7 separate regions of the Mus musculus genome follow, and all the other regions are linked to region 6. A link is a contact called in public HiChIP or PLAC-seq and promoter capture Hi-C data. All regions are on one chromosome and are shown on one strand. Each heading gives the region's core, a stretch centred on a gene start, on an enhancer-like site or on the middle of the called end of the contact. The rest is flanking DNA. Distances are from core to core; before and after follow the strand shown.

The links. Promoter capture Hi-C pulls out the DNA fragments that hold promoters and counts their contacts. HiChIP or PLAC-seq counts read pairs in DNA pulled down with a chosen protein or histone mark. Capture Hi-C pulls out chosen DNA fragments and counts their contacts.
Region 1: an H3K27ac HiChIP or PLAC-seq map of thymic regulatory T cells shows a contact between it and region 6, with 17 times the contacts expected there. The contact joins the promoter of Aasdh here to the promoter of Fip1l1 in region 6. A contact is called at or near these places in 4 of 39 promoter capture datasets (the C10 cell line, liver, neutrophils and 1 more), 7 of 484 Hi-C or Micro-C datasets (CD4 T cells, CD8 T cells, memory CD8 T cells and 3 more), 4 of 115 datasets of contacts at active chromatin or transcription factors (astrocytes, large pre-B cells, regulatory T cells and 1 more) and 2 of 9 other capture datasets (adipose tissue and liver).
Region 2: a promoter capture Hi-C map of liver shows a contact between it and region 6, with 5 times the contacts expected there. The contact joins the enhancer-like site here to the promoter of Fip1l1 in region 6. A contact is called at or near these places in 3 of 39 promoter capture datasets (the C10 cell line, liver and pre-B cells) and 1 of 484 Hi-C or Micro-C datasets (CD4 T cells).
Region 3: a promoter capture Hi-C map of adipose tissue shows a contact between it and region 6, with 4 times the contacts expected there. The contact joins the promoter of Srp72 here to the promoter of Fip1l1 in region 6. A contact is called at or near these places in 2 of 39 promoter capture datasets (liver and pre-B cells), 1 of 484 Hi-C or Micro-C datasets (CD8 T cells), 3 of 115 datasets of contacts at active chromatin or transcription factors (large pre-B cells, pro-B cells and thymic regulatory T cells) and 1 of 9 other capture datasets (adipose tissue).
Region 4: a promoter capture Hi-C map of pre-B cells shows a contact between it and region 6, with 4 times the contacts expected there. The contact joins the promoter of Rest here to the promoter of Fip1l1 in region 6. A contact is called at or near these places in 2 of 39 promoter capture datasets (the C10 cell line and pre-B cells), 1 of 484 Hi-C or Micro-C datasets (CD4 T cells), 1 of 115 datasets of contacts at active chromatin or transcription factors (thymic regulatory T cells) and 1 of 9 other capture datasets (adipose tissue).
Region 5: a promoter capture Hi-C map of liver shows a contact between it and region 6, with 4 times the contacts expected there. The contact joins the promoter of Hopxos here to the promoter of Fip1l1 in region 6.
Region 7: an H3K27ac HiChIP or PLAC-seq map of thymic regulatory T cells shows a contact between it and region 6, with 13 times the contacts expected there. The contact joins the promoter of Polr2b here to the promoter of Fip1l1 in region 6. A contact is called at or near these places in 4 of 39 promoter capture datasets (the C10 cell line, hippocampal neurons, liver and 1 more), 2 of 484 Hi-C or Micro-C datasets (B cells and CD4 T cells), 1 of 115 datasets of contacts at active chromatin or transcription factors (thymic regulatory T cells) and 2 of 9 other capture datasets (adipose tissue and liver).

Annotation. Positions count from the first base shown.
Region 1 is chr5:76,903,977-76,907,581 of GRCm38.p6, forward strand. It overlaps Aasdh (aminoadipate-semialdehyde dehydrogenase), which reads right to left and starts at 1,500. Exons shown (of 16, transcript NM_173765.4): 1 at 1,447-1,500; 2 at 233-404.
Region 2 is chr5:77,338,363-77,341,777 of GRCm38.p6, forward strand. Polr2b (polymerase (RNA) II (DNA directed) polypeptide B) reads left to right here. Exons shown (of 25, transcript NM_153798.2): 17 at 959-1,055; 18 at 2,013-2,107. Among named protein-coding and RNA genes, the nearest start is that of Polr2b, 30 kb to the left of the region's middle. Within about 2 kb of position 1,884, at least 3 of the 459 cell types and tissues checked have an H3K27ac peak or open chromatin away from gene starts, as enhancers often do. A contact at or near this core is called in liver, where this site is marked.
Region 3 is chr5:76,972,790-76,976,116 of GRCm38.p6, forward strand. It overlaps Srp72 (signal recognition particle 72), which reads left to right and starts at 1,912. Exons shown (of 19, transcript NM_025691.1): 1 at 1,912-2,043. The coding sequence starts at 1,935.
Region 4 is chr5:77,263,961-77,267,562 of GRCm38.p6, forward strand. It overlaps Rest (RE1-silencing transcription factor), which reads left to right and starts at 1,534. Exons shown (of 4, transcript NM_011263.2): 1 at 1,534-1,828.
Region 5 is chr5:77,096,750-77,100,095 of GRCm38.p6, forward strand. It overlaps Hopxos (a long non-coding RNA gene), which reads left to right and starts at 2,081. Exons shown (of 2, transcript XR_880408.1): 1 at 2,081-2,252. It also overlaps a transcript of Hopx not described here.
Region 6 is chr5:74,534,144-74,537,477 of GRCm38.p6, forward strand. Fip1l1 (FIP1 like 1 (S. cerevisiae)) reads left to right here and starts at 1,348. Exons shown (of 18, transcript NM_001159573.2): 1 at 1,348-1,618; 2 at 2,658-2,702; 3 at 2,799-2,838. The coding sequence starts at 1,537.
Region 7 is chr5:77,309,046-77,312,307 of GRCm38.p6, forward strand. It overlaps Polr2b (polymerase (RNA) II (DNA directed) polypeptide B), which reads left to right and starts at 1,439. Exons shown (of 25, transcript NM_153798.2): 1 at 1,439-1,585. The coding sequence starts at 1,567. Noa1 (nitric oxide associated 1) reads right to left here and starts at 1,041. Exons shown (of 7, transcript NM_019836.3): 1 at 1-1,041. The coding sequence starts at 1,011.

The DNA.
Region 1 (3,605 bases), core at 250-2,749, 2.4 Mb after region 6:
CATCTAATAAATAAATAAATCTTTAAAAAAAAAAAAAAAAAAAAAAAGAGAAGAAAAGAAAAAGAAAGAAAGAAAAAGAAAAAAAAAAGGCTATTGCAGTAGAGTATCTCCTGCTATTTTTGCCTACAGAAGACCACAGAATACCCAAATAAATTTTGTTAAGCGCCCAATTTTCCACATTAATGTATTATACATATTTTTACAAAAATCTAGTTTGAACCTGGGGATGTACCTCAGGAGTTAAACCGTCCTTGTTCTTTCAGAAGACACAGATTCCATACCAGCACCCAACTGGGGAGCTCAATACAGTCCATAGTTCCAGTTCTGGCTGATCCCACAGCCTTTGAAGACACCAGGCACGAACATGGTGCACTTACATACATGCAGGTAAAACACTGCTATACCTAAAATTAAAAAAAAAAAAAAAAGTCTGTTTAAAAGCTGCCTTTTCTCTAAAAAGCAAGCACGTGTAACTGCTATTTTCTCACAAGAAAATATAATCTACTAACATAATTCACAGCAGTAGAATAACAAGACTATAACTTAGGTTTTTTTTGTTTGTTTTGTTTTTTCGAGACAGGGTTTCTCTGTAGCCCTTGCTGTCCTGGAACTCACTTTGTAGATCAGGCTGGCCTCGAACTCAGAAATCTGCTTGCCTCTGCCTCCTGAGTGCTGGGATCAAAGGCGTGCGCCAACACGCCCGGCTATAACTTAGTTCTTAAAATGTCATTTTTATAACTAGCTACAAAACTCACCACACAAAATCTATAATTAAGGAGTTTTTCTACTTTGAATTTAAAAGCTCCCAGTGGCAAAATTCAGTCTTGTCCAGATATTCATGTCAGCCATTGAATTTTATGTCTCTGTCCCTGTCTTTGTCCCCCTCCCCTCCCTTCAGACTGACTTGGGCCATCGAGATGGGTCAGTGGAGAAACTAACTTGCCATCACACCAGAAAACCTAAGTGTGATCACGGGACTCACATAATGGAAGGAGAGAACCCACTTCCGAAAGGTCCTTTTTGTTTCTTCACCATGCTGCACGCGCACACACGCACAATTTTAAATTAAAAAAAAAAAAAAGAAAAGGAAAGAAAAACAAGTGAGCCATGAAAAGGGATGACCTAGCAAGCAAATTTCGTGTTATAGCCTTAAGATTAGCAGCTCGGTAATGTACAACTGTAAATAAAGCCATTTAATCACCAACAGATCCTGATCTTAAGGGTTCTCCCTATACTGGGCATTATATATATAGGTAAATTATCCGTCTGCATCTTATACTTCTCACGCAGCCACCTTAATTACAATCACAAAAGCCTCTCGTTGGCTCTCGGAACCACGCTAAGAGGTGGCGCAGCAGGTGACCGAGGTGACCCACACAGCCGCTCCAAGCTGGGGTCCGGCAGCTCACAAAGTCTCCCCGGGTCGCCCGCGCTCTCCCGCCCCACCTTCTCACGACAGCGCGTGGCGTGCACTTCCTAGCCCAGCCGCAGACGCTCAGCAGCCGTAAAACGGACCTCTGCGTCATCTTCGGGCGCCCGTGACGTCACTCCAGCGTCGGGGGGCGGGCTCTCGCCTACGGGGCTCCGCCCAGACGTGGCGCACAGGTCTCCGCCGCGTTTGGCCCAACGGGTTTGGTCCGTGCGGATTCAGCCCTGCCGCTGAAGGTGACGCTTCAGGCAACATGCCTGTGCGTCTGCGTGAATTTGAGTGTTCCGTGTGCCTGCAGGGGCCGATGATTCCCTGGAGCATAGTCCCAGGTGGTTGTGAGCCACCACATGGGTGCTGGAGACCTAGAAGGGACCTCTGGATGGCCAGTGAGCTTCCTTGACAGCAGAGCCATATCTCCGAGACCCGGAGTCTCCTCGTTCCTTAAAGTGCGGGTAGAAATATCCCAAAGGCTGAAGTGAAGTAATCACCGCCTAATTGGCGAGTAAATTTGGCTTATCCCCTCCACACCTTCTGGGAACATACTCAAGATTGGTTGCGACCGTCATGGCAGCGGTGAAGTATGCCAGGGAAGCCCCCTGTCAGAATGAAACTCCTAACTGGCGTTTGCAGCTATTTACAACACTTCCCTATGAGGAAACCCAGGCCTGTCTGAGGTCAACAGCAGTCCCTAAAGCCACTGTATGCCTGGATGTGTGTTTTTCCGATGGCACAATTATTACAATAAATGGGAAGGGTCACCACTGTGGTGAGTTACTGTGCCCTCGCAGAGAGGAAAGATGGGATTTTTGTCTTGGTTCCTGTTGGGGGGAGAGGTGGAAGTGGCTAAGCACTATCTACATACAGTGCCTTAAAAAACAAAGGAGTGTGTCCTTATCTGCTGGAAAACAGAAGCTTGTAAGGGTCCATGAAGAATGACACCCTGGACTCAAATAGTATGTAAACACAAAGTGTGTTTTATTCTGTAGCTCAGCATGGTGGGGTCGTCCCCATTACAAAGACACAGAGTAAAAGCAAATGAGCTCGCAGGCTCCATTGAAAGCACATTGGAATTCCAGGGTAGGAGAGCTTTATCTTACTTATCTCTAGGCATTGTTACTGGGAAGTCTAGAAATCTTTGTAGAGGAAGTCTGGAAACTGTTGCTGACCCATTGTCCTTACCTCAGGCTAGGTGGCCAGGCAGTCTCAGATATCAGGGCAGTTCTGACTAACTGCCTGAAGCCTTTTTTTTTCTTCTTCTTCTAGTAACTGATTTGCCTGACCTTAGGCCTAGTCTCCTAAACTGCTAATTTGAAGCCTGTCATGGAATCAGATCTGCCTTCTCATCTGTCCCTCCAAACAGTGCAGGAAATACCTGTTTGAAAACCACATTTTCCTGTGTACTATGGGCCTCGCCAAACACCTTTTTAAGTGTTGTATTTGTTCTCTTAGCTTTCTATTGCTGTGATAAAACATGACCAAAAGCAACTTGGGGGAACCAAGATTTATCAAAGCACTATCACTATCACAAGTCAGGACAGGAACTCAAGGCCTGAATCAGAGACTGGAATAATGGTGGTTACTGGTTTGCTTAGCTTGCTTTTCTTTCTTTCCTTTTTAAAAATTGTTTTATGTGTATAGGTCTTTTAAGTGCATGTTTATGCAACACATGGTGCCTGGAGCAAGGCCACAAAATGATCTTACTAGGTTGTCTAGAACCAGAGTTAATTGTTGAGTCACCCTGTGGATACTGAGAATTAAACCTGGGCCCTCTGGAAGAGCAGCCCACCTGCCCAGGGGTGTCATTGCCCACATCAGTCATGCAGCAAGAAGAATGCCCAATGCGACGAAGTGTTTTCTCAGTTGAGGTTCCCTCTTTCCGCATGACTCTAGCTTGGGTCAGGCTGACAAAGAACTAGCCAGCACACTTGACTTTTCTCTCTCTAGAAAGAACACCGTCTTTTTTTTTAAAAAAAAAAGATTTATTTATTATTATATCTAAGTACACTGTAGCTGTCTTCAGACACACCAGATCAGGGCATCAGATCTCATTACAGATGGTAGTGAGCCACCATGTGGTTTCTGGGATTTGAACTCAGGATCTTCAGAAGAGCAGTCCGTGCTCTTAACCACTAAGCCAACTATCTAGCCCAGCCAGAACACCGTCTTTTACCTGCCC
Region 2 (3,415 bases), core at 634-3,133, 2.8 Mb after region 6:
TTGGGTCACTATATCCCATAGGCTGAGTTTCCTACACGCTTCGTTAGTGCTGGGAATACAACTTTGGGCTTCATAATTCCTTACAATGAATCAATCTCTTATTGTTTATTATTACTGTGCACAGATGCTGTGCCATACATATAGATCATAGGACAGTTTTGTGGAGTTGGTTCTTCCCATTTTATATAGGTTCTGGGGTCAGACTTAGTTGGCCAGACTTGTACAGCAAATGCCATAGTGTGGGCTCACCTTCTTTTTTTCTCGTTCCCTCCCTCTCCCACCTCCCCTTTCATTGCCTCCCTCTCCCCACTCCTCCTCCTTCCTGGTGCTGTTTAAAGATGGGATGGTCCTATGTTGCCCAGGCTGTTTTCATATTCCTGAGCTAACATGGTCCTCCTGCCCTTGCCTCCCCGAGTGTCAGGTGGTAGACCTGTGGCACACACCTAGCCACCTATCCATTACAGTAGTTAGGGCAGCAGCTACTAAGATCTAACTGTGGCCTGAAAGATGGTGCCACAACTGTGGTGGCATGGGGAGAGAGCAGCAGGGTGGTGTTGGTTTCATATTTAAAATTAGAAATTAGGAGGCTAGGGTCTGAGGCTTGAGTTTGTCGCTAATTCACTCTGGAGGCGTATGTATGTTCTTACCTTAGAGTCGTGAGAACAATAAAGCTTGTTTATTTAGGGTTAGGGGAAGCACTCTGTAGTTATAGACCATGTTACATGGAGGAGTACTGATAGTAAGGATGGCTTCCCTGGGAGTGATGGTTTCAGGGTTAAGCAAGCAGAGCATTTGCCTCACACACAGGTTCAGGGAGGAGGAGACAGCAACAGTTTCCATGATACAAACATCCAAGTGTTTGTGACAAATAGGATGAAAGAAAATGGATTTCAATGAAAGGATAGGTTTCCCTGCTTCCCAGAGGGTCCTTTACTGTTTGTTTTTGAATGTACTGTAGGAATCAACTCAATTGTGGCCATTGCATCCTACACGGGCTATAATCAAGAAGACTCTGTTATCATGAATCGTTCAGCTGTGGATCGAGGCTTTTTCAGGTCAGCTTATAGTAATATTTGTTGAAACACAGATATAGTGGAAATGCATTTTTTTTCATAAAGTTTTTAAAGAATAAGCTTGACTGCCCTAATCCAAAAGCAGACCTGGCTGGTGGTCATACAGCTATTGGCGGTGAGTCTTGTGTCTCTGGGTTTTCAGATGTGATATTTTAAATGTTTTTCTGTTGTAAGCAAATATGTAATTGCATTTAGATAATATAGAAACATCTAAGGAAGAAATAGAAAATAGAACTCTGAAATAACTGCTGGTAAAATAATGGTGTGTTTTATCTGTTTTCTTGTTTGTTTTTAGAGACAATTTCACTATGTAGTTGAAGCTGGCCTTGAACTTACAGTGTAGTCCAGGCTGGCTTTGAACTTACAGTGTAGTCCAGGTTGGCTTTGAACTCACAGCAGTCCTTCATCCCAGTCTTCTGGGTTTTGGGATTACAAATGTGCACCATGACTTGGCTTCCTATATTCCCCTTTCTTACTGACAATAGATTAATCTTAAATATGTAGTAGCATAAGAAGGTTCTTTCAAACACGGGGGATTTAGAGGGGAAACTTTTCTCCTTATATAATTCTATAAAGCAGCACCAGGACTGAAGTGTGGACATCATAACTTCATATAAAAACGCCTCAGTGGGGATACTTGAGCAGATGAAGGCAGGCCGTGCTCGGGCTGCTAGGAGAGGAATTCTGTCAGTAGGAGGCTGGACTTATTACCTGGGTCCCCCTGGTCTCATGTGTGATGCCAAGTGTTTACAGTTGTGAGTCAAATGCTACATGTAAAATCCATTTAAACTGAACCTTGACCCTAGTACATAGTGACCCTTGTGCCTGTTTTGTGGTTCAAATTGTCTCTCAGATATCAGTTAAGCCAAACACCATTGCTGTAATCTAAGCCATTTTACTGAAAGAAAATATAAATGACCTTTGCAACTGTGTTTTTAGGTCTGTTTTCTACCGATCATACAAAGAACAAGAGTCTAAAAAGGGATTTGATCAAGAAGAAGTGTTTGAGAAGCCTACACGTGAGACATGCCAGGGTAAGAGACAGCGATGTCTGCTGGGGTCAGGGCTTGTTAGCAGCATTCTTCAGTGTCAGCACGAAAGCCACAGCGAGCTCATACACAGGCGCAGGAAGACTAGCTCCGGGTGACCAGCTCTGACTTAAGCCAGACATAACAGTCCATATTGGCCTTTGATTTGAAGACTCCTATGTAAAGCATTGTGGAATTTCTTAAGACCTCATACAGGATATTCAGAACATACAGGACAAAACCAGGGTATGTGGTCAGCATGTCCTTTAGCCAAGTCACTTTTTTGTGTCAGTGACTGGTAGGCATGTTACAGCAACAATATGAAATAGCTGGCAGGCATGAACAAAATGACTACAGCTATTCTGGGGGGAGTTAGACCATAATAACGTCAAACTGTGGGGTTCCCCTTTCACTGCTGTGCTGGCCTGTGCAGTGTTGCCAGGCTGTGCTGCTGTTCCTCTTATCTAGCGTGTGCGTGTGCGTGTGCGTGTGTGTGTGTGTGTATGTGTGTATGTATGTATCCTGTGGTGCTCTTAGAGCTCAGACTTAAGGGCATTCTTGCTTCAGATCTCTTCTCCTTAGTCGGTGGGGAAGAAAGAAGTGAGGCTGTGTTATCTCATGGCCACACGTCCCGCTGCATTCTCACTCTGCTGCTTGCTTGTTCTTCAGTGTCTTCTCTAAACCGCTGTGAGAGCAGCACAGTTTATTAGCTAAAATACTGCTCAACATCTTAAGATAATGAAAGGATATTCAGCAGTTCTTGTCTCCTGTTAGTCACTGTCACAGGCCACTTAGAAAGTTCTTACCCTAGCGAAGTGGACTCCTAACAGTATTGTGTGAAGGTATAGTGTCCTTTTTTTTCTTAAGTTCTTCCTTACTGCATTCCCATTGGTTGGTTCTATGTAGCAGTAAGTGGGTGGTCAGTGGAATTATGATGCACAACTTGGCCAGGCAGTGGTGGCCTGTGCCTTTAGTCTCAGCACTTAGGAAGCTGAGGCAGGTGGATCTTTGAATTCTAATCTTGGAGTTTAAGGCCAGTCTGGTCTACAGAGTGAGTTCTAGGATATCAGGCTACACAGAGAAACCTGTATTTGGGGTGGGGTTGCGGGGGTGGTGAGCACAGCTAACGATGCTGTGGGAGAATACATGTGTAGGACACAGGCATTCTTCCTCATGTGACAGTGGCCACACAATAGGGAATGCTTCTTTTGATAGAATCCAACTTTCTACTGTTCTGTTCCTTTTTTTCCCTTAGTAAGTTTCTTTTCCTTTTTAAAAAATCATTTTTATTTTATGCGTATGAGTGTTTTGCCT
Region 3 (3,327 bases), core at 662-3,161, 2.4 Mb after region 6:
TGTCGTTTGAGAGGCTCTGCCAGCACCTAAGACAGATGCAGATACTCAGACTTTCTGATCTTTAAAGAAAAACAAAAACTAGGTCTCCAGTCTCAATTGTCATCCTCAGTTCCTCAGAGAACTTACCACCACTTAGTATATTGTTGTTTATTGTCTATCTCATCTAACTAGGAAATACATAATCCAAGGACACTGGACATCTTATTTACCTCAGCAACTGTAAATTCCTAGTACAGGCATGCACATAGCACTGAGATACTCACTGAATGAATAAAAGTGCAAATTCCCAAAGATGGGGACACAGCACTGGGTGATTTAATAGACGACTGCATGTTCAGCAGCTGGGAAATACACTATAGTTGGGGTCTTGGGTGTTTTGTCAAGGCTCCTTTGGCACTGTTTAAAGGTGGTGGAACGTCTAGGCCAGTGGTTCTCAACCTTCCTAATGCCATGACCCATTAATACAGTTCTTCATGTTGTGGTGACCCCACAGCCACCACCATAGAATTATTTTGTTGCTACTTTCATAACTAAATTTGCTATTGCTATGAATAGTAATTTAAATATCTAATTTGTAACCCCCCTGGCGGGGTCACAGCTGTAGGAGATGGTGCCTAGCGTGAGTGTACTTTTTAAAAACTTGACATTTTGTCTGTGGCTTCTCCAGCTTCTTCCTTCCCAGTAACCATTAGGTGAGCGGCTTAGGGCCACTACGACATGATTTCCATCATGATGAAGCACCTCACTGAGGTTCCAAAGCAACAAAGCCAACCTACTGTGGCTGAAATCTATGAAATCATGACCCAAAAGAAACTCTTTTAAGTTCAGTCTGATGTATCATACTGACCACACATATGACAATCAGCTAGCGTTTCAGCACTTGACTCAGGCAAGAAACAGGAAGTAGATAGGTGGTTTAAAACCTAAGTAGCAACATTAAGAGAACATTAGGTTGAGTCTAGGGGAAGTGAAGGAAGGTTTGGTTCAGGTCTCCCAGGTAGTAAGCAAAGTAAATAAGGTCTCTGGTCTTAGGACTATAGGTCGTTCAAAGAGAGGGGACTTAAGGATCAATACTCAGGAATAGAGAGCCTTGTAGATGGTGTAATCTTGTAGAGGGTGTAGCTGAATGCTAAGACCACTTACATAGTATGCACGGGTCTTCTCCACAAGGAAGTCGAGCCTTGGAAGCAGAATGTGTACTGGCTAGGCTGCAAGAACAGGTTTCCTTAAAGTACATTAAGGAAGGCCTCCAGGACGTAGTTTATTGTATGACATCTACCTAAGTCAATATACTCACCTCAGAACCTGGTCCTTCTCATCTCCTCGGGCTTCCAGCCCACACTGCTCCTGAAACTAGATCTCAAAGGGAGGTTAAACAGTGCCGTTCACTGTATTTTTGTCAGTCCCAGACCTATCTTCACTTCTAGATTTAGTCCCAGGTTCTAATCACCGCTCGTGTCCTAAAATGGCAATCCCGAAGCACCCATGAGCAGCTGTGGCTCTACCTGCCGCCTTCAAGAGCCTCTCTACGGTTCCTTAAATTAGGTACCCCTCCTACCACCCGAAGAACCGGGAGTTTTCTCTCCCAAAGACTGTCGCCCGGCCACAGTCGGAGCACAGGGGTCTCCCCAGAATGCCGGCGGCTTGGGGCTAACAGTTTCGGCGAGCGCCTTCTGAATCTGACCCCTCCTACCTCCAGTCACCTTTGGATTAGGAGTAAGGGCGTCAGGCAAACAAATGTCTTGCCGCAAGACAGAAAAAATTAAAAACCGATTTCTGACGCTAGCTCTGGGACAGACCAGCTCGCGACTCCCGGCCGCCTAGCAACCATCAACTTCCTCCTTCGCCGAGCCAACTTCGAGATCCTCTTCCGGGGCAGAGGTCGCCCTGCTCCTCCCACCCCCCTCCCCCACCTCACCCCCACCTCCTCCAAGATGGCGAGCGGCGGCAGTGGTGGGGTGTCAGTCCCTGCGCTGTGGAGTGAGGTGAACCGTTATGGGCAGAACAGCGACTTCACGCGTGCCCTCAAGACTGTCAACAAGAGTAAGTGTCCCGGCGGCCCGGGTTGTCGGGAGGAGGACATCTCCTGGGTCGAGCGTGCGACCCCTCGGCACAGCGCGGAGGGGGATCGCTGCGTCCTCAGGCTCGGCCCCAAGCCCGGGGGCGGGTCGCTGTCCCACGGCCACCGGCGGCCCGAGCTCGGTCGCTTAAGGCCACGTGTACTTCCCTCTGTCCCCGCGAGACCGGGCGCGAGGGGGAGGGGGGACTTAAAGAGACCATGGCGTCCGGAACCGCTTCCCAAAATGTTTTTCGTGTCGTCTCCGCGGCGGGATTTTGCAAAGATGTCAGATTGACTTTTCTTCGTTCATCTTGAGTGAAGGGATCAGGACAGTGTCATGGAGGAAACTTGTTGACTGGGGCTGGGGCCGGGGAAGGAAACCTGTCTGGACACGTAGCATCCGCTCTGTTGCAGACAAGGTGGAAGCGTTGCAGATTGGAAAGGTGTGAATATCAAGTCGTTATTCATTTCCACGCACAAAGTCTTCCCCGTAGTGTTTAGCCAGAGAGTGAGTGAGTGAGCGTCCCAACATTTAAAATAACGTAAGGAAACTAACCTGCATTTTTAGCCCCCATAAGTTATAATTTCAAATTTTAGTTGCCTTCAGTATGAGATTCCATAAGTTGTTATTCATCACTATGTGCCTGTAATATGGCCGTGCTATATTTTGTACAGTAGATACACCTGTGTGTGTCAGGTTTGGTGATGTAACTATGAAACCCTTCAGCTGTACAAAGCCCCAGTTACATAAAGGCTATCACAGTAATATACACTTTAAACCTTCGGGTTCCTGAGTTCCTATAAAAGTAGTGACAGTGGCCACAGTGCATTAAGGAAGACAGCTACTAATTAGAATTGATGATTGCCAAACTTACTTGAATTCACTTTAGCCCTTCAGTGGGCCTACAACCAATATTTAGTATCGGTATAAAACTCTGTAGCACTTCTTTGATCAGCCAAGACTGTCCCTTCAGCCCTGTCTATTAATTTCTAGAAGTCCCTTCGACGACTCGTAAAGTGAGAATTGGATTCCTGTGGTTGACTAGGAGCGAGGGGAACCATGGTCCTAGTCATTTTGACACTTGACACGCTGTTGGCATAGAGCCGTGGCCGCCTGAGTTCTTTGTATTTCCCTTTGATCTCTTTATGGGAAAGGGAAATTTTGAATATTTCTTTAGAACACTCTAAAGATAAATCATGTCTACATTGTACTTTTTTTTTAACAAAAGATTTATTTATTATTATATCTAAGTACACTGTAGCTGACT
Region 4 (3,602 bases), core at 284-2,783, 2.7 Mb after region 6:
CAATGCACGGAGCTTGCACTGAAAAGACTCTGGTGCGCAGCGGCCTATACCTGTAAGACCAACACTCCAGAGGTGGAAAGACCACAATTTGGATGCCTGCCTAGACTATGTAGGGAGACTGTCCCAGAAAAAACAGCCATTGAAATCTTTGGTGGTCAAGTACCTTAGGGCCTTCATTCCGCCTTGCCTTCAATTTTGTACCAACTAGTAATATATTGTAGGGTTTTGTTTTGTTTTGTTTTTTTTTTTTGAAAGATGGGTTCTACAGCGTGCCAGAAAAGAGGTAAAGGAAAATGTCAGAGAAACCTGAAGCTCTGCTTCCAGCCTCTTAGCACCCACCTGCTGCTACCTCTGTAGTAATGCCAACGAGAGGTTCACACATTTAGATCCGGAAATGCCGGGCCCTGAAGGCGGCCGAGAGCTTTAAACTCTAGCTGGTAGTTCACTAACTACAAATTAAAGGCTACAAGGCCCACTTCCAGGAAGACATTAAAAGCAGGCTAAAAAAGCATTTCAGGTGAGAAGGGACAGGACCTGAGACTCCCTGTCCCCATTATAAGACGTCAGGTACTGAACTGGACTTGGCTTTGTCTCAACCCCCACAAGGACTGATTTTCTCCTGGTTAAGAGTTTGCAATGTGAAAGCATTTTGACCTCATGAAGCTTAAAATTACAGTTAAGCATAAAGATCTGTGTAGGCAGGCACTTAGATTTTGTTTCTTTGATTGAGAAAGGTCTCACTTTGTAGCTATGGCTGGCCTGAAAATTCTTACATAGCACACTAAAGCTTTAAGCTCTCAGCAATCCTCCTGCCTCTGTCTACTGAATTCTGAGTCTGATTGCAGACAAGAGCAATCCCCCACCCCCGGGCCCCCCAATTTGTCAAGTCAATGACCTGGATCTCCTGGTGCTCACGCCTTTCAAGTAGGATTACAGACTTGTGCAGCCAGGGCCGATTTTCGGGTTTTGTATTGTTTTTTAATTTCTTGCACTAGTGTCCCTAAGTAGCCCAGGTTGATCTTGAACTCCGGCCTTTAACTCTTGATCCTCCAGTCTCAACAGCATTCTGAGTGTTGGGATTAACGGCGAGAGCCCACACGCCAGGCCTGAACAGTATTTTTCGAGGCTTCAGCCTTACTTAAGAGGCCAGTGACAATACTTCTCAAGAGGGCGGTCAATGCCTGCACGTTTTTTCCTCCAACAACCCCAATTCTCGTGCACGCCCGGGTAAGGCTGGGGCTAACTTCTGCTATTTGTTTATAAAAGAAAGAAGCTCAGGGAGTAGGTTCCGCCCCTTTAATGAGCCTAAGGCGGGAGTCGGGGGCCGGGCGGATTAGGTAAGTTTCCCCCGAGGCGCGCCCCCAGGCAGGCCAGGAGTCCACTTCGAGCCTCGGGACCGAGGGGCGGGGCGCGCTCGGCGGCCACGCGCGCGGGCGGGGAAGGGGGCGTGTCGGCGGGCGCGCGCGGACGGCGAGGGGGCGTGTCCGGCGGGCGGGCGGGCGGCGACGGCGCGGGCCGGGTGCGCGGCGCAGCGTCCTGTGCTGGAATGTGCGGCTCCCGCGAGCTCGCGGCGCAGCAGCAGAAGACCGAGGAGCGCCGCCGAGGCCGCGGGCCCCAGACCCGGGCGGCCGGGACCGCAGCGACGGCAGAACCAGGGCCGGCGGTCTGATCCCGCTCCGCGATCGCACCCCGGGATCTCGAGGGCCTCGACGCCCAACTTTTCCCCGCTCTCCCTCCCCTCCCCTCCCCCGAAAGTCCAGCAACAAAGAAAAGGAGTTGGAGCGGCGGCGACGCGGGGGTGGCGGACCGTGGGCGCACAGTTCAGAGGGTAGGACGCGGCGGAGCGAGGAGAGCGACGGGGGAGGGCGGCGGGCAGGCGCGGAGCGGCGCGAGGCGCTGTCCAGGGCTGATTTGCAGATACTGTGGCTCGGGCGGCGCGGCGGCCGGGCGGGGGCGGGATCGAGTTACGGAGCGAGTCACGGGCTGGGCCGGGGGCTGGTGCGGAGCGGCGTGGGCATCGGCCCCCAGCGGAGCACGGGGAGGCCCTTCCGCACGGCGCTGAGATCCGGGGCCACGGAGGCCGGAGCGCCGCTGCTGGTGACCGCGGTCCTGAAACTTCCCCCCTCCGCCCTCCCTCCGCCTCGGGCCCAACGCCCCCGGCCCCGCCGGCGTCCCAGGCTCGCCGCCCCCTCCCCCCCAGTCGTAGCAGGGCCGGAAGGCGGCCGCCCCGCTTGACTCAGCCCGGGGCACGGGCGGCGCCGGCGGCAGGCTGGACAGCGATTTCTGCGGCCCGCGCTGGCTCTGCGCAGCGGGGGAGCGAAGTTCGCAAACTTCCGGGCCACGGGGGCGGCGGTGGCGGCCCGCGTGGGGCCCCTCGCAGCGACCGGGGGCCGACAGCCTCGGGAGGGCGCCGCGGAGCCCCGGTACAGGCCCGATCGGACGCGGGTAGCGAGGTAACTTTTCCGCCCAGTCCCGGCCGGGCTAGTGGCGGGCGGCGGGGGAGGGGGCTGCGGGGCCGCGGCCGGCCGGGGAGGCGCCTCTAGGGTGGTGGGCAGCGCGTGAGGTCCGAGCCCAGGCACCGCCCGCGGGTTGGTGGCGGAGAGGAAGCAAGAGGGCCCAAGTTTGCAAAGAGCTGCTTTGTGTTTGGTATTTTGAGAAAATGGCCGAATGCCTATTTCAGTTAGGAATGCCGCCGCCGAGGCCGGCGCTGGTGGCAGCGGCACATAGGAATTCGGTGCAACACGTTGCTCTCGGGCTGTGCTTAGCACAGTCTGCCCGAGAGACGTGGAGATTTCCTTGGGAGTGTGGCTGCCGAGGTGCGTGGGGGAAGCTTTAGAGTGGATGTTGAGGTCCGTTGTGGAATCCGTGGGGCTGTTGAACTAGGGGAGAGCCGTTTCCTGTGATGGCATTCGGGCTCAACTTTTTGTTGGGGCATGTAACTGAGCGAGCGAGTGAGCGGGCGAGCTTGTGTTTTAGACTCTAGGTGAAGCGGCCCGCTTTTAGTATTTTCGGTTTTTAGTTTGTCTTTTAGTACTTTTTTTATTCTTTGCATATCTTGCCTTTAATAATTTGCAAGAGGCACACTGAGTTCTGAGACTGGTACCTTTGAGGCTGGAGGTTGAGACCATTTAGAAACTCAACTTGTTTTCAAGAAGGTGATCTGTAATGGCTTCCCCTAGGCAAGTAGGCCAAGTCAAGCACAATGCGGCTAAGTTGGTTGACGTGTTGAGTTGCACGACTCTTGAGGGAGTTTTCTAACAACAACAAAAAAGCACTTTAAAACTTCCCCTTTTGTGGGAAGAAGGGATCCGTAGCCACCCCTTTAAGAGTCATCAAAAAGTTTTTTAAAATTTGTTACTTTTTTCAGTTTATTCTTTTAGAGTTAGTTGAATTCTCATGAAGAAGTTGAAGTCTTGTAGATTTCTTGATGTGCTCATTAGAGGCCCCAGAATCGCCTGTGGTTTTTCTTTCTCTCTCTCTCTCTCTCTCTCTCTCTCTCTCTCTTTTCCTTTGGAGTTCTCATTCAGACCACTGAACTGTTGGAGAAGTGAGACAACAATAGTTAACTATTCAGTGATTTGGTTATTAAAATTTTAGTTAAC
Region 5 (3,346 bases), core at 831-3,330, 2.6 Mb after region 6:
TCATCTCACAGTCAGGGACATTGAGGCAGAGGACCCAAAGATTCCACGATTTCCAACAATGGCCAGAACTCTAGAGCGGAAATACTGAGTGTTGGTTCCAGGCCCGTGGTCTGCTAGCCCCCTTACAGTAAGGCAGTCTATCTTCAGTTTAGTGGGAGAAACTTATCAGCATGAGGGCAGGGAGGGGCTTGTCTCCGTTTTCAAAGGGTGCATCTCTAATTAGACACTAATCCCAGCCTATGCTGTCCACCAAGGCCACCACCACCATTCGAGCTGTCAACTGAAACATAGCAGGGGTAACGGCTGCCTCTGGTGTTGCTTCTTGCCCATTCCATTTAATACAGTCCTGCTGATTCTTCCACCAGGACCTTTGTTGATGCCCGGTGGAATCCTCAGGCCTTCAGAAATAGCCCACTGCAGGAACGTGACTCAGACGGGCGTACACGCTTCCCCGGGTTTTTTGTAACTGCTGGTGTATAACTCATGGGTTGCTAATGTCGCTACGTGGGATCAAGTGCATTTTATTTTATTAGTTTTCTGTGGCTTTCTGTTACCAAACTGAGTGGGGTTGTGTGGGGGAGGTCCTGGTTTATTTTAAAGGACTGGTAGGGTGAGTTGGTAGAGGACCGCTGGCCTTGGTTGGCTGCTAAGGAGACTGTGGGAGGGTCTTTGGACAGCATCTAGCTTTCCAAGGTACACTAAACAAGCACACTTGGCTTCTAGCTATGGGGACGCAAGAGCACTACCGTCAGTTTTTTGTTACTGCCCTGCAGAGCTCAGGCGCGATTATTTCAGCCCTCCCTGGTAGGCAAATGTTTGCTGTTGCTTTGTTTCTTTCTGTCTTACTGTAAGAATCAAGCGGCCCTGGTAATGGTGACCTTGTAAAGGTCCTCAACTGTCTCCAGTAAGGAAATAAAGTAGCCATTGAGAAGTTTCTCTGAACTTAGCCTAACCAATATCAGATACAAAGAACTAACAACTACTTTGAAGCCCTGTCAACTTCAATCTTAACACCAGAGTTAACTGCTGCGGTTGTTCACATCTTGTGAAACACCTCGAAGAGCAGTGTGTCCTGTCATTGTGTTTTAGTTCTGTGCTTGGGGAAGTCATTGCACAAGCCCTTTCGAGAGGTTAAATGAAAACCAGCTGGCTTTTTTTCTAAATCCGTTCCAAAGCCTGGGCTGACCTTTGTGTCACAGGCTCAGCTTTATGTCCTGTGAGCCTGTAGTCCTTTGCTTTGGACATATCTACTTACATTAACGAGCTCATACGAAGTGCTATGAACCTTGGCTACCTCCCTATTTAAACATCTTCTCCCTCTCCCAGAATTATGACTTCTCTGTAGCGCCACTAATATCCAATCAAGAGAGAAAGCAATTTGCTACCATAAACCTACTCCAGTTGGCCACAGGGCTGAAGCAGGTGGATTTCCCCCCTAAGACAGGGTCTCAAACTTGCTATATAGTTGGTAAAGACTTTGAATTTCTGAGCCTACCTCCCCCCCATCTGTGTGTGTGTGTGTGTGTGTGTGTGTGTGTGTGTATGTGTGTGTGTGTGCATGTATCTGCACCCTTGCCCATGTGTGCCTCCTGAGAGTGTACCCAGGGTTGCATGCATTTTGGACAAGCATGCCACCAACTGTGAGCTACATTGATAATCCAGGTGAATCACTGCTTAGGACATCTTCCAGTTTTCTTTGCCTGCATTTTTCTTGTGTTCATTGTGAACTGCCTGCAAGCAATTGACTCTGTAAATATTTTTGTATTTTCCCAAGCAAGAAAAAAATGCCGTGTGGCTACTTTTCCAAGAGAAGTGATGGGTCTCTGCTTTGGAAGACAGGATCTTCCTACTCAGAGGTTACTTAACTTACTGCTTTACAGAAGATGAAAAGGGGGTTCACTCAAACTTTCAGTGTCCCTTAGAAACTAACAAAAAGTCAGCCTGTGTGGTAGATTGAATGAGAATGCCCTCATGGGCTCATACATATGAATGCTTGATTCCCCATTGGTGGGTGGCTTAGAAGTGTGGCCTTGTTGGATAACAAATAAATAAAATAAATCACTGTGGGGTGGGCTTTGAGGTTTCAAAAACCCACACCAAACCCAGTCTCTCTGTCTCCCTCGCTCCCTCTTCCTCTCCACCCTCCCTGTCTTCTGCCTGCCACGAGGATTTCAGCTCCCAGCTACTGCTCCAGGGCCAAGTCTGCTGCCATATTTCCAACTCTGATGTTCATGGACTAACCCTCTGAAACTGTAAGCAAGCCCTCAGCTAAATGCTTTCTTCTAGAAGTTAGGTCATGGTGTCTCCTCACAGCAATAGAACAGTAACTAGAATATTTGGGCTATAGCTCAGTGGATAGGACGCTTATCTTGCATACACAAGGTCCTAGGTTCTATCTCTAGCCCTAAAGGGAACAATTGAAAAGAGGAGGCAGAATATTTATTTGCCCCGACATTCTAGTATCCATGATAGAAATGCCAGGAGAAGAGGTGTTCTTTTAAATAGAAGCCTTGTTATTACTGTCCCTAAGCAAAGAACTGTCGTTGTCAAGCCTAGCAAAGTCTCGGGACCATCTGCAGCTATGTCTAGGACTACTCCACAGCTCCTGAGCGAGAACCACATTCAACCAAGCCCAGTGTGGGAGAGACAAGGGGAGTATTTCAACGATGGTCATCTCTTACCATTTAATTACTGAAATTAACTGTGAGCGTTTGGAAACTCTTATGGCTTATCTACCTGTTCTTGGCTCTGTACCATGGCAACATCTGAGTAGGCAGTAAACTGAGATCATTTTAGGGAAGTAAGCTTGAAAGATAAGTTTTAGCTTTTAAAAATAATTTTATTTCTCTGGCGGTGCCAGGGGTTCTCTAGAGTGGTTACAAGGGCTGGACCTGTTGACCTACAGGATGTGCGATTGTTTCTCTTTACAGGACATTTACATCAACATTTTCTTTCAAGGTTCTCTAGGAAAACTCCCCTGTGAGCAGCAACATCCTGCCTCTCTTCCTCCTGTCACCATGTGTCACCATGTGTACTGTCAACCTTAATGCTTGCCAGAGCTGCGTCCTCTCGTGAGCTGCGTCCTCTTGTCGTCCGTGAACACCATCTAAACCTCTCAAAGCTATTTTTATCCCCAGCTTCTGTGACCTCGTAGGGTCAAAGGTCCCATCTGATGACTATTTACTGTGTAAAAGCATTTCCTGTTCCAGCTCAGAAAGGGAATTGGAAGTATTTTCCTTTTGGGAGTTTGGGCTTTGTCTCCAGGCTAGCTTTGTTGCGTCCATCGGTCACCAGAACAAGGATGAACAATGGCTGCAAAGCTAATTCCTAGGGACTCTCATCCCTG
Region 6 (3,334 bases), core at 98-2,597:
AAGGCAGATTTGGCCTAGTGAAGATTCTGGGGAAAGTGGCTATGTAGTCAATAAGACTTGTGGTCTAAAAGAGAGTTTAGCTCTGCTCTACTCCCCTCACCCCAACCCTGCTCACCCCATCTGCATACTCAGTTTATCTACATTTGCCTTTCACTCTACTCCAAATGCAGTTGGGTGCCTGGAACTTCTCTGTCTCTGGGCCTTTTGCATGTTCCTAATCTCCTTGTCAAGTAGCCCCCATGCAGAAACCCACAGAGCTTACAGCCCTTCTCCATTAAGGGATCTACTTATTTTAATTAATTAATTAATTACCACGTGATATTAGATTATACCTCCCTTTTAATCACTTGGCCGTGGGTCTTTTTACAGCTACTATTATTTTTAAATCCTTATCAACATGATGTGTCTATCATCTTCCATTAGAATAAAGGCTTCATGAAAGAAAGGATTTTTTTTTTAACCGCCAATCTATATAGTCTTGAAGAGTTCCTAGTACTTGGGTAGACTTTCATACATATTTGTTGAATTCAGGGAAGATTTTTACGAGGAAATTGTACACAGAAGTTGAAACAATTTAAGAATTTCCTACAGGGGAACAGGGCATAGCAAACAAGAGTTCAAAACTAAGAAGAATTAAAACCCTCGTGATCTACTCAGGTAACGAGGAATCAAGTGATACAGATAAAGTCTAACGCTCGACCCTCCTCATCAATCACTAATTAAGAAAATGCCCTGCAGGTTTGTCTACAGCCCGATCTTATGGAGGTATTTTCACAACCAAGGTTCCCTCCACTCAGATGACCAGTTTAAGTAACTTAAATAAAACTTTCCGGCCACAGAGTCTCCCTGTATAGCCCAGGCTATCCTGGAACTCACTATGTAGACCAGGGTGACTTGTCTCTGCCTACCAAGTGCCACTATGCCCAATACTAATAATTTTTTAAACAAAGAGAACGCATCCTTTATATATTAAATTTTTCTTTTGTTGGTTGTTAAAATTTCGACGAATTGACAATTGTGGTTCAGTCAAACCCGTGCGGGATGCTGGCCTTCAGGATTTTAAAATAGACTAGTGGAGGGAGAAAGGCAACAGGGACAGAAAAGAACAATGGTGTAGCAAAGGGAACTGGGGAGTGGGAGGAAGGTTGGGGGAAGGGAACTTCAAAGAAGACCAGAAGCCCCAGAGAAAGCCACTCTTGAGAAGCTAAGCTAGAATCCTTGGGGTGGGGCGGGGAGGGGGAGGAGCCAATCGCGCGGCGCTTGCGCAATGAGAGGCCCAGGTGCCCGCCGCCGCGGAAGCGTAACCACCTAGAGACGCCGCGCCGCTTGGGTGCCTGCGGCGCATGCGCAGACGGATCGGTCGCTGACTCTTCAGGGTCGCCGCCTCCACCGAGGTTGGCCCCAGATTTGAGTCTCGCGCTCTTCGTTCGCTTACCGGCGGCTTCCCTCCCATTCTCGCGCCCTGGGACGGCGAGGCTGGAAAAAGGGGTTGAGAGAGCTGTTGGCCGCCGCCTTTAACTTGTGCGTGGGGCGGCCATGTCGGCCGGCGAGGTGGAGCGCCTGGTGGAGCTGAGCGGCGGGACCGGAGGGGATGAGGAGGAAGAGTGGCTGTATGGCGGTACGGAACTTCCTGTCTGTCTCCCCGGTTCTCTCTGGCCTTCCTCCCAGCGTTTCAGGCCCAGGCGTCCGAGGCCTCTCGTATTGGCCCTAACCGGCCTTGGTTAGGCCGAGTGCGGCCTGCTCCCGGCCTTCGCCCGGACCCGCAGGCACTCACCGCGCGGTGGACGCGGGCCAAGGAGGCCGGGCAGCCCTGCGTCGCCCTCCTCCGCACCGCCCGGGCCTCCTCGCTTCTGCGCTCTCTATTCATGCTCTTTATCGATTCTGAGCCGCTTTGGTGTCTCTCTTGCTCAGTGGCTATGGGGTGCCCCTCCTCGTCCCTTTCTTTCAGAAACCGTCATTCTGTAATAGCAGCTAAATAAAGTCAGTGCAATGAAACTAACGTCTTGTTTCTTGATGGTCAGTTTGTATGGGATGCACCTGCAAGGGTACCTCCTTGTCTGAAAGTCGTGCTTTAAAAGTATTAATTAAAAGAAACAGATGAAATACACTGTGGTCCATAAAGAAAACCCTGAATTGTGGCCTGTATTAAGGTGAAGTGTTTTGTTTTTGTTTTTATTTTTTGTTTTTTGCTTTTTAAAGAGCCCTGTATAGTCCACGTCATAGTTGTATCTCGTGACTCTTCCCATAGGCTTGTATTCGGTGTTTTGTGTTTGTGTCCCCAAATTTAATGCGTCATGTACTTTGTTTTTGTAGGGGACATGTCTGATGTCTGAGTTTTAACTTTAAGTCGTAATCCCCCTTGGCTGTTATACCAGATTTGAAAGTATTTTGTTCTTTCCTAGAGCATACATTCTTGACATAAATTTCATAGATTATATAAAAGTGAACGTTAGCGTCTTAAGCAGCCTTTTAGTAATGAAACTCCGATAAACTTGTAAAATTGATTATTTCTTTAGTGGAAAGACAGCATCGGTACTACCCTTAAAATGTGAAATGTGTGGGGTTTCTCTTAGCATGATGTGTAAATCCCCTTGTATTTCTTTCCATAAGAGATGTGTCTTGCTTATGAAGTGATCTAACTTTGGCTATGCTTGTAGGCCCGTGGGACGTGCATGTGCACAGTGACTTGGCAAAGGATCTAGGTTAGTGCTTGTGATCTTCCCTTCAGATTTCTATACTACTTGTTGCTTAAGCTTGGTTTCTTTATTTACTTTATTTTATTTTATTTTATTTGGTAGATGAGAATGAAGTTGAAAGGCCAGAAGAAGAAAATGCCAGGTTGGTGAACTCTCTCCTGTTGATGTCTTACACAGATTGCGATTCTAGCAAGTTGTCTACTGTTTGATCATAATCCTTGGCGAAATTGCATTTTGACCAAAGTTGAAGGACTGTTTCTACTTGTGGACCAATCCTGTCCTGTTTTCTAGTAACGTATAGGACAATTTTTTGAGTTATTAGGTACTTGCCAACTTTTCACTGTAGAGTAACTTTCACCCTTAATTGAGCTTAGAGGTGTACACAACATAGTTGGGTTTTTGTTTTGTTTTGTTTTTCAAGACAACGTTCTCTGTGTAGTGTGCATAGCCCTGGCTGTTCTGGAACTCACCTTGTAGAGCGGGCTGGCAAGAAGATCCACCTGCCTCTGCCTCCCACGTGCTGAGATTAAAGGCAAGAGCAACTTTATCTGGCTGAGTGTAGTTGTTAAATTACTAAGAAAAAAAATAATTTACTGTAAGAATTAAAATAACTAAAAATTGTTGCTTTCATAGTTTGT
Region 7 (3,262 bases), core at 189-2,688, 2.8 Mb after region 6:
CCAGGAGCGCTGAAGAGCAGAGATCATTTCTTCAACTCCATAGCCCGTCTTGGCGCTGATCAGTCGCACGTCCTTGACTACCGTGCGGGACCTGGAGGACGGATTCTGATTCTTTATCTCCTCCAGTGGCTCATCCCCGGCAGGGTACTGTGGTCCTTGATGACCAGGAGCCACCACGAGCCCGGCGCGGATGCAATCGTCCCACAGCCGCTTCCGCAGCCGCTTCAAGTAGCCGGGAGCGTCCTGGGGCAGCAGGTCCACTTTGTTCCCCAGCACGATGAGTTGCTTGGGGCCCACCAGCTTGGGCAGGTCGGGCAGCAGGGCGTCCGGCAGGTCTAGAAGATTCACCATATAGAGCACCAGAGCCGGCCCGGGACGCCGCAGCGCTGCGCTCACAAGCTCCAGGTACTGATCGCGGCTTACCTGCAGGCGCAGGGCTCGTCCGTGGTGCACCAGCAGCCAGCAGCGTTGGCACACGGTCCGCGCCGGGCCGCCTTCCGCCTGGGCAGCGTCGCGGAACTTCTCCTCCGGCAGGTAGCCCGGCAGGCCGGGATGCTGGCAGTGCAGCTCGGCTCCGCAGCCCGAGCAGTAGATGCCGCTGGGCGGCACCGAGGCGTCTGGAAACTCCGGGACAGGCAGCGTCCGGAAGCCCGCCCGCAGCTTCTGCTGAAGCCGCTCCTCCCGCTGCTGCAATCTCTCTCGTTCCTTCTCCTGCTGCAGCTGCTGCAACTCCCGCAGCTCCTGCAACTCCCGCACTTGTTCCTCCGGGGTCCGCTCCGGGACGTACTCCGGGAACAGAAAGCGTTCCTCCGTGTCCGGGCCTTCTGCATAGTCCTCGGTCGCCGTGGAGCTCGGGGGAACCCGACGGCCCAAGGATGATGCACGCTGGCGGATGGGGACCTCACACTTCCCCTCCAGAAGCCACCGTGCTGGGCCGTAGCACGCAGCGGCCGGCGCGGGGCCCCGCCGGAGCCCGCAGAGCAGCCCGCAAGCCAGGCGCGCGGGCAGCATGTGGACAGCGCGAGGAGGGCGGGGCCTCGCGCGCGCACGCGCGCTCGCGTCCGAGAAGTTCCTCCCCCAGCGACTAGACGAGAGGGAACTGTCCAACAGTGCGGCCGATTCTCGCACTCTCGCGATGACAGCTCTGAAACTCGAGAGTTCAGGCAGACGTGCAAAGGCACGGACTCGATAGAGCTGGGTGAGCAGAAGGTTCTCCAGTGCTCAGTCCACACGCGGAGCCATTTCTTTCATAAATCTTCAAACAAATCAAAACACGCAGCAAGAAACTTTCATTAGCGTAACCTAACTTCTGGCTAAGGAGCCGTCTGTCCTCAGCGGCAGCCAGCTAGTCATCACTCGCGCATGCGTAGTTCAAGTCCAGCCAGACCCTTTGCCAGTCGTCTGCGCAGGCGCAAGCCTCACACCCCGCCCCCTCGCTGAGACGCCGAGGATTCTGGGAACGTCGGAGACGGACATTGCTTGGTATCGCACTCTTGAGTTTGCCGCCGCGCTTCCCGTCTCCAGCTTTGCGATTCCGAGTAAGAGCTCCAGAAACCTTTGGCCAAGATGTATGACGCCGACGAGGGTAAGTGACCGCTTGAGGCACGCTTCACGCTATAGCCCCTTAGGCGGGACGGCGGGGGACCTGCAGCAGGGATCAGCGCCAGCCGCCGCATCCCGTCCGTGGCGCGCGGGCTCCCGGCAGCCTGGTTCCTACGATTTAGCCCGGGAACGAAGTGGGCTTTGCTAGCGGTGCAGGCTCGGGGTTCACGTTCCTGGGTCGGCTTGATTGCTCCCTACACGGCCTCCCGTTAAATCTGTAACCACCTTCCAGAATCGACATAGCGTAGCTTATTAACTAACATTTAGTTGTTTGATGTTGATTGATTTCATTTATCATTTCAGTCGACTTATTGAATAGCTATTATTATTATTATTATTATTATTATTATTATTAAACGGCACAGGGAATTGAACCCAGGGCCTGTCTGCACATACTCTGCTTCTGAGCCATATTTCTAGGCCCAGGAAGCTCAATTTTTGACCACGTCCTTGTGTTAGACATTGTTAAACTCTGGACGTATTAGGGACAAAGAACGGGTTCTGGGTTGACATTCCTTCACACTGTCTTCAGTTTAAGTAAACTGCCTTAAAAGATGGCCTTAAGCGGTCACTTCCCACGAGATGACAGTTCTAGGATGGTATGTTTTCCATTTTCACGAGGACAAAATGGCTTTTTACTTTTTGTATGAACACTTCTTAGTCCTACCCATTTTATTTTCATGTTGTGTGTGTGTTTTTTTTAAGCTCCCTTTTCTCTGATCAAAAATCATTTTATTCCAGCTCCCAACTTTGTGGCTGTCCTATGCATTCCCCTCCCTCCCCCTTTTCTCATGGAAACAATAGAAGCAAACGCTTTAACTTTTAAAATTGCTTCAATGTCTCAGACCCATTCATACCTCATTAGAATCTATTAGAATCGTTATATTCTTTTTAAAGTTATTCTTACTTGAAGGAAATTTAGGAGCTTTAAAACCATATGACATTTATTTATTTTGTGCATATGTATGAATGTGGGCGCACTCATGGGGTGTACCATAGAGGTCCTGGAGTTTGAATTCAGGTTCATGGCCCTCAGACTATATATTTCTGTAGAGCATATTTCACTCTTCAGATACTTTTAACAGGAGCGTGATGCTCAAACGAAGCTTTCTTACTGGACTGGAGATGTAGCCTGGTGCTCGTACTGCCTAGTGTGGGCCATGCTCTGCAGTCAGTCTTAGGCATGGAGGGGGTGGGGGAAGGTCATACTATTTGGAAAGCTGTACAGGGCATGGTGGGCATGAGTTGACTCTCTTTCAGAGTTTCTGAATCAAGGGGGCTGGAGAGATGGCTCAGCAGTTAAGAGTACTTGTCGCTCATTCTTGCAGAGGACTTGGGTTTGGTTCCCAGAACGTGCTGTGCATGAATCTAGGAGATCCAATAGTACATATCCGGAGCCCATGCGTGCATGTAGGCATAAAGATCATATGCATAAAATAAAAGTAAACCTTGAGAAAATCTGTGGGATTTCTGACTGGAATGTCTGTAAGTGGCTCTTACAGTTTGGCATTATCAGCGAGCATTGGGAAAGTATTAGAAGCTTTTTAGTGACAGTTCTGGCCTTCAGAGCAAACAAGTCAGAATTGCAGTGCTTTTTCTGACCTTGTCCTGAAACCATGTGACCTCATTCTAGCCGCAGGCTTTACTGGAGAGTTGAAAA